Regions from separate parts of the Mus musculus genome. Here regions 2 and 3 are each linked to region 1. The links are chromatin contacts, called in public promoter capture Hi-C maps. All regions are on one chromosome and are shown on one strand. Each heading gives the region's core, a stretch centred on a gene start, on an enhancer-like site or on the middle of the called end of the contact. The rest is flanking DNA. Distances are from core to core; before and after follow the strand shown.

Evidence for each region. Promoter capture Hi-C pulls out the DNA fragments that hold promoters and counts their contacts.
Region 2: a promoter capture Hi-C map of liver shows a contact between it and region 1. The contact joins the promoter of Nop16 here to the enhancer-like site in region 1. A contact is called at or near these places in 1 of 39 promoter capture datasets (liver), 3 of 115 datasets of contacts at active chromatin or transcription factors (the SCID.adh cell line and embryonic stem cells) and 3 of 9 other capture datasets (adipose tissue, liver and pancreatic islet).
Region 3: a contact with region 1 is called in a promoter capture Hi-C map of liver. The contact joins the promoter of Cltb here to the enhancer-like site in region 1. A contact is called at or near these places in 6 of 39 promoter capture datasets (embryonic stem cells, liver, macrophages and 1 more), 4 of 484 Hi-C or Micro-C datasets (cortical glia, liver and nephron progenitors), 6 of 115 datasets of contacts at active chromatin or transcription factors (the SCID.adh cell line, embryonic stem cells and epiblast stem cells) and 3 of 9 other capture datasets (adipose tissue, liver and pancreatic islet).

The regions. Positions count from the first base shown.
Region 1 is chr13:54,519,826-54,523,073 of GRCm38.p6, forward strand. The region is part of intron 1 of Simc1 (SUMO-interacting motifs containing 1); the gene reads left to right. Among named protein-coding and RNA genes, the nearest start is that of Simc1, 18 kb to the left of the region's middle. Within about 2 kb of position 1,491, at least 2 of the 459 cell types and tissues checked have an H3K27ac peak or open chromatin away from gene starts, as enhancers often do. A contact at or near this core is called in liver, where this site is marked.
Region 2 is chr13:54,588,626-54,591,698 of GRCm38.p6, forward strand. It overlaps Nop16 (NOP16 nucleolar protein), which reads right to left and starts at 1,449. Exons shown (of 5, transcript NM_178605.4): 1 at 1,236-1,449; 2 at 1,038-1,146; 3 at 1-42. The coding sequence starts at 1,342. It overlaps Higd2a (HIG1 domain family, member 2A), which reads left to right and starts at 1,606. Exons shown (of 2, transcript NM_025933.3): 1 at 1,606-1,794; 2 at 2,099-2,522. The coding sequence starts at 1,641. The coding sequence ends at 2,265.
Region 3 is chr13:54,609,547-54,612,725 of GRCm38.p6, forward strand. Cltb (clathrin, light polypeptide (Lcb)) reads right to left here and starts at 1,827. Exons shown (of 6, transcript NM_001347512.1): 1 at 1,532-1,827. The coding sequence starts at 1,718.

The DNA.
Region 1 (3,248 bases), core at 241-2,740:
CATCAGAAAATAATGAAATAGTGAACAAATTGGCATCATGTTTGTCTAGTTCTAGAATGTTAAAATTTGCCAGGGAACAAATTCAGAATAAATTAGCATGGATGATAGATTACACATTTGAAAACCTTGAAAGTTTACCTCTAGCACTAAAAAATAAGGGGAAATGGGGCACCAAATTAAACCAGGACAACTCTATGAGAATAACTATTGTGAGCAATCCATAGCCAGACAGTGGCTGGGTTTAATCCTTTAATCCCAACACTTGAGAGGCAGAAGCAAGCACACAAAAATTACAGTGATTAAAACTCAAAAAGAATTTCCTACTGTTGCCAAAAATACATTTTGCCCTAGGAAAGATATAACCTGCACAAAAAAAAAAAAAAAAAAAAAAAAAAAAGAAAAAGAAAAAATCCCACCCCCAGAGTTAACATTGGGGCAGGGTTTTCTTTTATCTTTCAAGGAGAATAAAAACATCCAAATAGGGAATCTAGAGACCACTGGACAAGTGAAACATCTGAGGAAAGAACTGATCATCAAGAAACAGTAAGATAGATGGCCAAGTGGCACCGCCCACCTCCAGCTCATCTCTGCTGCCCTCTGCAGACAGAGTGGCAAATGCTCTTTCTGTGGTCCCAATTCAATTAAAAATTAAAGCTGAGCTAGGCATGGTGGCGCACACCTTTAATCCCAGCACTCGGGAGGCAGAGACAGGCAGATTTCTGAGTTCGAGGCCAGCCTGGTCTACAGAGTGAGTTCCAGGTCAGCCAGGGCAACACAGAGAACCCTTGTCTCAACAAACAAACAAACAAATAAAAAAATTAAAGCTGGCTTTGGGGTTTGAGCATAGCTCTCCTTCTCTAAACCCACACATGCTTGTTAAAGGGAAATCCCAAATCTCTGTCTCATATCAGAGGAGCCTCCTCATATAGGACAGAGGAAAACAAGAAATAAGGGACTGTTCTAGTACCACTACTCTCATAATCTTTTGATCTTCATTTGACACTCTAAAACTTTCCTTAAGCTATAAATATTATCTCAAAAATATGTAAGATTATTATGTGTATATAGACTTACTGTCATACTAGGAGTTATACAGAATATTAACTAATTCTAGAAATAAGCTTCACCTGCTTCCCGTGCTGTTTTCAGGTTTGAGTCTGAAGCAGGTAACTAGGAACAAAGTTTGTGTACTTCAGATATACTTAATACATCATGGTCCTCAAATCTTTCAGAGATCTGCTGAATATGGCATTTAAAATGTTTAAGTCTTCTACCAAGCAATAACAATAACCTTGTGATCTCTGAGAAGATGATGGGGCCCTGTAACAGCCAATCTTCCTGCATTGTGGTAACATCAACCACTGGACAAAACTGCCCTATGCCACTTCTGCTGCCAGCATCAGTGCAAACAGTGGACACCTTTGGGTTGACTGCTATATTCTACCTAACCAGGATTGCCACTAAGGTGACAAACACCACCCAAAGATCAGGTTTGGACTACAACCTGCTCAGGACATTGAAATTGCTGAGTTCATAGGAGACTGACAGGAACATTTTACAGAACTTTGAACTCAAATTACTCCATCCTAGGCCTGCCAAATACAATACAATGCTGGACATTGTGGAAAGCTTGGCAGAAATGTCTTCATTATTGTAAATAGTTTTATTTTGTTAGAGTTAAACTCTTTCCTTTTTATTTAGACAAAAAGGGGGAAATGTTGCAGGATTTTTAAAAAAGAGGTCAAAGGTTTGGTTTGCAGGCCTATGATAAGGCAAAGATTTTTTTTTTTTTAATTTATGTATGTGAGTACACTGTCGCTGTCTTCAGACACACCAGAAGAGGGCATCAGATCCCATTACATATGGTTGTGAGCCACCACGTGGTTCCTGGGAATTGTTGTAAGCCACCATGTGGTTGCTGGGATTTGAACTCAGGACCTCTGGAAGAGCAGTCAGTGCTCTTAACTGCTGAGCCATCTCTCTGGCCCCTGTTGTAGGGTATTTGATCACATACACTGTAAACCCACCCCACCCCCAACCCCAAGATTGTATTATTAACTAGAGGGGGGAAAAAAAAACATTTTTCTAGTTGTGGTGTGGCTCAACTCTAGCACACACCTTTAATTCAAGAGCTTTCTGTTTATTGTAAACGAGATTAAATAGGTTGAGAGGTGGAGCAAATAACCAGTAGATAAGGAGTGAACATGGAGGAAAAACAGCAAGAGTAAGTCAGGAGGATATATAGAGATGCACTGGAAGTAGAAGGGAGGGACATTCAGTTTGAGGGTTTTTGACGGGGCATGGAGAAAAACTTTCTTTTGGGATGTCCTCTTTCTTTTAGACCTATAGAGGAAGGTCATCTGGGTGCTTTCTCTGCCTCTCTGAGCTAGGAGGCCTTCACCTCAGCATCTGGCTCCTGAGTCGTCATTGGAAAAATCAAATGATTGAGGTTTTCTTAAAAACAGCCTGGTATGCATAGAGAGTCCCAGGCTAGCCAGAGCTTCAAAGTGAGATCCTGTTTCAGCAAAACAAAGGCGATAGAGCTGGTTACATATTGGAAAAAGGAACATATCCCTAGGCCCTTAACAGGCAAGGCGGACAGTGGATTTGAATGTCTGCCACTACTACTTAGCTGTGTAGTCCTTGGGTAAATCACCTGGTCCCTCAAAACTGATTTTGCATGTATATAATGGAGATGGCAATGCTATCCTGCAGTATCATTGTGAAATTTAAGAAATCATAGAAAAGTGACATGTGTAATCAGGGAGACAAGATAATGGGTTATAATAAGTATGGGTGTTTTGCCTGTACTGTATCTGTGTACCAGATGTGTGTCTTATGCCTATGGAGAGTAGAAAAGACACCCTGTGGATGCTGGGAGTAGCCAATACTCTTAACTACTGAGCCATCACTCCAGCCCATTGGATGTAAATTTAACCTGATGGTTATGGCTTCATCCAGATCCAGACTGCACAAAATCCTACTCTTATAGTTGGTTGTGCTCTGTGATAGAAGTTAGCTATGTTCTACAGGAGATTCCAAGACCCAGAAGCCCCATCAGCTTCTTATGCTTTCCAGTATAGCTGTATTTTTACATGAATGCTGCCTTTCAGATCAATAGTTTGATTCTAAACATCCTGCGTTTAGCCAAACCTTCCCTCCGAGACCCAAAATGCCCTCCTAATCTCCAGAAAAATTTACACATAAATATGGATAAGACTAATGGAAAATTTTTCTACAGCCCTTAA
Region 2 (3,073 bases), core at 199-2,698, 69 kb after region 1:
ATCCCGGGGTCGCTCCTCCGTGTCTACCTCCATGGCCTTTACCTGTAAAGAACAGGTTTGAGACCAACAGACAAGCACCTTTGGTCAGAGTTTGACCAACGTTAGGGAAGGACATTCCCTATGGAAACACAACTATGTCTTGTATCAGAAAATCCTTGCCCAAAGTCACTAGAACCAGATCACACCACACACGGTATGTTCATGCTCACACTCACATGTCATACCACACACAGTATGCTCATGCTCACACTCACATGTCACACCACACATGGTATGTTAATGCTCACACTCACATGTCACACCACACATGATATGTTCATACAGTTGCATATGACACCCACAGTAATATTTTTAACAAGCAATTCATCTTTCTGCCTATATCTATGCTTTCCTTACTCTGCTGTGTAGTAGCACCACAAAAACCATGTGCATGAAGAGCGCTTTATAAGTTACAGGGAGCCATGTCCGATAGCTTCTTCATGGGGAGGACTTACCTGCCAGTGCTTAGTTATAATTTTACTAAAAAAAAAAAAAAAAAAAAAAAAACTCTTGGGGTAAGCCGGGGGGTGTTGGTGCACGCCTTTAATCCCAGCACTTGGGAGGCAGAGGCAGGCAGATTTCTGAGTTCGAGGCCAGCCTGGTCTACAAAGTAAGTTCCAGCACAGCCAGGGCTATACAGAAAAACCCTGTCTCGAAAAACGAAAAAACAACAAAACAAAAAAAACCCCTCAAGCTCTGGGGGACAGAAAAAGATACATTCTAGAAAATTCCACTGACCTGAGAAGAAATGGTAAGCAGAGGAGGGGGCGTGAATAAAGGAGGTCGTTAAAGGTCTTTGACCAGAATTAGTGCAAGCAAAATGACTTTATCACAAATATGGGAAGTAAGTGTGTGTGTGTGTGTGTGAGAGAGAGAGAGAGAGAGAGAGAGAGAGAGAACAAATTCTGAAACTCTGCTCAGTGAAGGAACGTCAGGTGGGAAGGAAAATAGGAAGCGGCTAGTGTGGAGATGGGGAAAGTGCTTTGCGTTATCAGTACCTTCTTCTTACGGAGGGGAACCGCCTTGTTGGGGTCCATGGCCAACCCCATCTCCGCCAGGTTCTGCCGCACGGATTTGGTGTGGTCCCAGGCATGTCGTATGTGGGAACTAACATCAAAGAGAGAGAGAGAAATCGAGATTCTGTCACCTCACCTTAGATCCCAGCCCAGGCCCCCGCCTCCAAACTGGCCCCTCACCACTCAATCCGTGGCGCTGCCTTCCGACGAGCATTCCGGTTCAGACGCTTTCGGTTGACGTTGTAACCGAACTTCTGCCTCCGAGTCTTTCCCTTAGCCTTGGGCATCTCGCTAACTGCCCCAACAGCAGCTCAAACCCTTGAAACAGCAGCTCAAACTCAAGAACCACGCTCTCAGAGCCGCGTGTTAATAGTCTCCGTCCACCCGTGCGCGCAAGGATTCTTGGGAAATGTAGTTTTAGTAGTTAGTGCCTCCACATTCACTTACTACAACTCCCAGAAAGCAACGGGCAATGGCGCCTGCGTGCTACACTCAGCAAGCTATTTCCCCGCCCCGTAGTGACCTCATCAGAAGGCGGGGTCCGGTGTCCGGATTTGTGTCCTACCTATTTCTGTGCTGGTGGGTATGGCGGCTCCCGGTCCTGTGAGTCCAGAGGCGCCTTTTGATCCGTCCAAGCCCCCAGTTATCGAGGGCTTCAGCCCCACGGTCTACTCCAACCCAGAGGGCTTTAAGGAAAAGTTTATTCGCAAGACCCGTGAGAACCCAATGGTGCCTATAGGTAAGTGTGTGCTGTAGGAACGGAAGACCGAGAGGACAGCGGTTTCGTAGGGAAAGGAAATAGGGGTGGATCAAGTAAGCCTGGGGTTTGGGAAGGGGAGCGGACCAGAGGTGTGACGAAATGACGGTGCGGGGTGGGGGGTGACTGAAACGAATCGGAATGCATTGCGGGGCTTGGGACTAGATGAAGCAGACTGTAGAACTGCCCTCCTGTTGTGGCTCTGGGAAAGCTGGGACGGGCTACATCCTTAAGGGACCTGCAGGACCCGACCTGTTGCCTCCCGCGTGTGTTGTCCTCTCCCCAGGCTGTCTGGGGACGGCGGCTGCCCTCACCTATGGCCTTTACTGCTTCCACCGCGGCCAGAGCCACCGATCCCAACTCATGATGCGCACCCGGATCGCTGCACAGGGTTTCACGGTCGTAGCCATCTTGTTGGGGTTAGCGGCATCTGCTATGAAGTCTCAAGCCTGAGTATAGCCGGGTCTTAAAGCGCCATGGAAACCATTACAAAACCCAGGAACAACAGACATCCCTGTCAGACTTGCTCCCTCCGTTTCAGACCGGACCTTATTGTCATTTGGGTGAGGAAGTGGCCGATTTTGTAACTGATTTGCGCTTCCACCGCTGCCCCCTCCCGCTCCCAAAATCCCAGGTTCATTTCAGTTGGGTTGCATGCTTCTATTTGTGATGCGTCCCCTTAATTACTTAATAAAAGCTTATTACACTTGTATGTGATGAACTATTTCTTAATCTCATTCCTACGATCAAAACCATGATTTTTCCTTTAAATTTTTAAGAGGGAACAGGCTGTCAGTAGGACTGGCCTTTAAAAATCAGCTAGGTCTGACAGTGCATGCCTATTGCCTTAACTGTTCTGAAGGTTGAGGGAGAAGAAAGAATCTTGCCTGACTGCACATGACTTCAAGAGTTCAAGATCACCGGGCAGTGGTGGCACATGCCTTTAATCCCAGCGCTTGGGAGGCAGAGGCAGGTGGGTTTCTGAGTTTGAGGCCAGCCTAGTCTACAGAGTGAGTTCCAGGACAGCCAGGGCTATACAGAGCCTGTCTCGAAACCCTGTCTCGGAAAAAAAAAAAAATGCAAGATCACTCAGTAGAGTAACTTAGACTCTGTATCATTTAAAATGGCCTGAGGGTACAGCTCAGCAGTACAGTACATAGTGATTGTGAGGCCGGAGGTTTATTCTCCAGTTGTGAAAGAGGAACATAGAGCCTAGTGCTATCCAAACTTTCCTCGGCACTGTCAAGTTACTTGGGGCACT
Region 3 (3,179 bases), core at 577-3,076, 90 kb after region 1:
CCAGGGACAATGAAGGGCTGAGGGACTGAGAGCTGCTATTTCAGAGCTGCATGGCTGGCTTGGATAGGCCCCTGCTTCTCCCTGCTGTATCCAATCATCTCCTAAGGAGACCAGCACAGCTGCCCTTTGGAAGATCATAACTAGGAGGCCTGAAATCAAGCCCCAGACCTATCACTCACGGCTGTGTGGCCCTAGGCAAGACATTCAAACTCCAGTTTTTTCTTTTTAATTATTATTATTTATATTTTCTTTACTTGTGTGTGTTTGTGTGTGTGTGTGTGTGTGTGTGGTGCAGGCATGTATGCGAGGTCGGGGGGACAATTTGTGGGAGTGAGTTCTATCTACCGCCATGAGGGTTCCAGGGCGTGAGCTCAGGTGTCACCAGGCTGGGCTGATTTACATTTACTTGACAAGCCATCCTGATAGCCCCTCAAACTCCAGTTCCGTGTATGTTACAAAAGGCTTATTACACTTATGTCAGAGTTTCTTCAAACGCTGGGCCATAGATACAGTTTCTTCCTTCTGTGTTCCCAGTGGGGACGGCAACACAGCAAGTGTGGAAGGAAAGAAAGATGAATGTATACATACAATATTTATTTCCAACAGGACCATTAAACCTCTTTAACATGACACCAAAAAATAACAAGGTCTACTAGGAGGGTCACCATGAAGGTCCATATTTGTACTAAATATTTAAATATATTTATAAGAAATTGTTCCTTGGGGCAGAAGTATCAATGATAAACATAACAATGCAGGAAAAAGGTCCTGAACCCTTATGTCTGAAGCCACACGCAGAGGTCCGGGCCACCTTTGTAAATCCACTAAACAAACAGTTACAAACAGGAAGGGCACAGCTCTTGGCCATTTGTGCCCCTGCCTAGACTTACAGTCGGGCCCATGAAGGACTGTGAGGTCTGGACAGGAAGAATTCAGCATCCGAAAGAAGGGGTTGAATTCTTTATTGCTACTTCCTAGTTGTTTTAATAGTGTACCCTTTGAAGCCAGTTCTAAAATGGGTTCAGTAACGTGTATGAAATTATTATATGTAATTAACATTGTCTCCCGCACTGCTGCAGGACTGCAGGTGATCCCCAAAGGATGAGCTGCGAGTTCTCTGAGCGCCCCCTGCTTCCCTGCAGAAAGGAACGCTAACGCTAACGTCAGGAGGACGTGTCCGTCCCACACCTGTATCACTTAGCTAGGACACTGGGACAGTCTCAGAACTGAGCAGGGGGAGGGTTCCAGAGCCAGGGTGGAGAAGCTGGCCTGGGGATGAAATGTCATGACTAAATTCCTGTCCCCAGAGTCAGCAGATCCAGTCTCAGCGCAGATTCCAACTCATCTCCCGGCTCCTTCCTCTTTTCCCAGGCCTCACGGATACACACAGCCCCCCGAGGTACCCTTGGTCACCCTGGATAGCCGGACTCAGAGTACAGCAGGGACCCAGGCCGGGTCTGACCGAGACTGGGCCTCCCGCCCCCGGTGGTGGCCTCAGCCTCCCCGGTTCCAGGCCGCTGCGCTGACTCACCCCCGCTCGCGAGTCCCGGCTGCGCAGAGGCCACCTGGCTGGCGGCAGGTGCCCCGAAACCCGGGTCATTCTCGATGCCAGCAATCTCGCTTTCCTGCTGGGCCAGGAAGGCGGCCGCTGGGTCCTCCTCGGCGGCCTCCGGGGCCCCGCTCTCCGACGATGAGAAGAAGCCGAAGTCCTCAGCCATCTTCCCCGCGTGGCTGCTGTCACCTCCCGCCCGCGCCCGCGGCCCGCACTTCCCGTCACCCGCCCGGCTTGCCTGTCACTGCGGCTGCAGCGGCGGCGGGAGGAGTCGCGGCGGGAATGCGGTGACGTCAGCGGCCGAGGGCGGGGCCCGCGGGGCTGGGTGGTCGCCCCGCCCTCGGTTCGAGCCCCCGAAGCCCACCTTCGGCTCCAGAGCGTGCCAGCAGCACTGGGCTGGCACCGGGTGCATTGAACCGAAAAGTTTCTCCCAGAGCTGATTTTGTGAGCTGCGTGATACAAGAGTACTCTTCCTGCGTAGGAGGAGGGAGCTGAGGCTGGGAAAGGCTTGAGTGCCAGGCGCGCACAGCAGAGCCTTGTTCTCTCAGGACTGAGTAAAGCATCCCGCCGCCCTATCTGTGTGATGAGCCCCTGAAATCAGGGACTGTTCCTCTTTCTCCCTGTCTGGTGACATTGATGTTCCTTAAGGCAACTAACTGGCTGATTGTTTTGTCTTTCAATTTGAGCTCTTTCTCTAGTTCTTAGAGCAGAGGGTCAGTTTGTCCCATTATTGGTTAGGTTCCCGTTGATTACTCAGTACAGTACAGGTGGAGCCTGCTTTTTTCTTTGGTAATTAATATACGTATTGTGACAGCAGATTGTATGCCAAACTCGCATTGCACATTGCAATTACTTTCGCGGTTTTTGTTGTTGTTGTTTTGTTTTTTAGTAGCCTGTTTGACCTCAAATTCTTGTATAGCTGAGGCTGGCTTCAAAGTAGTGATTTTTTTTTTTTTTTTTTTTTTTTTTTGTATTTCGAGACTGTTTTTCTGTATAGCCCTGGCTGTCCTGGAACTCACTCTGAAGACGAGGCTGGCCTCGAACTCTGAAATCTAACAGCCTCTGCCTCCCAAGTGCTGGGATTAAAGGCATGCGCCACCACTACCCGGAGACCTTTTTCAAAAATACAGTATCTTTTTTGGTTGTGTTTTTGTTTTTCAAGACAGGGTTTCTCCATGTATCCCTGGCTGATCCTGGAGCTCACTCTGTAGATAAGGCCGGCCTCAAATTCATAAAGATCCACATGTCTCTGCCTCTAGGATGCTGGGATTAAAGGCGAGCACCACCACTGCCAGGTGAGTACCTCTCTTTTAGTCTTTGTCAATTTATATATATATATATATGTATATATGTGTGTGTGTGTGTGTGTGTGTGTGTGTGTGTATATGTGTATATATATATATATATATATATACATATACATATATATATATTATGTATACAGTGTTCTGCCTGCATATATGCCTGTAGGACAGAAGAAGGCACCAAGATCACATCACAGATGGTTGTGAGCCACCATGTGGTTGCTGGGAATTGAACTCAGAACCTCTGGAAGAGCAGTCAGTGCTCTTAACCACTGAGCCATCTCTACAGCCCTCTTTGTCATTTTATACAAACAAGTAATGCA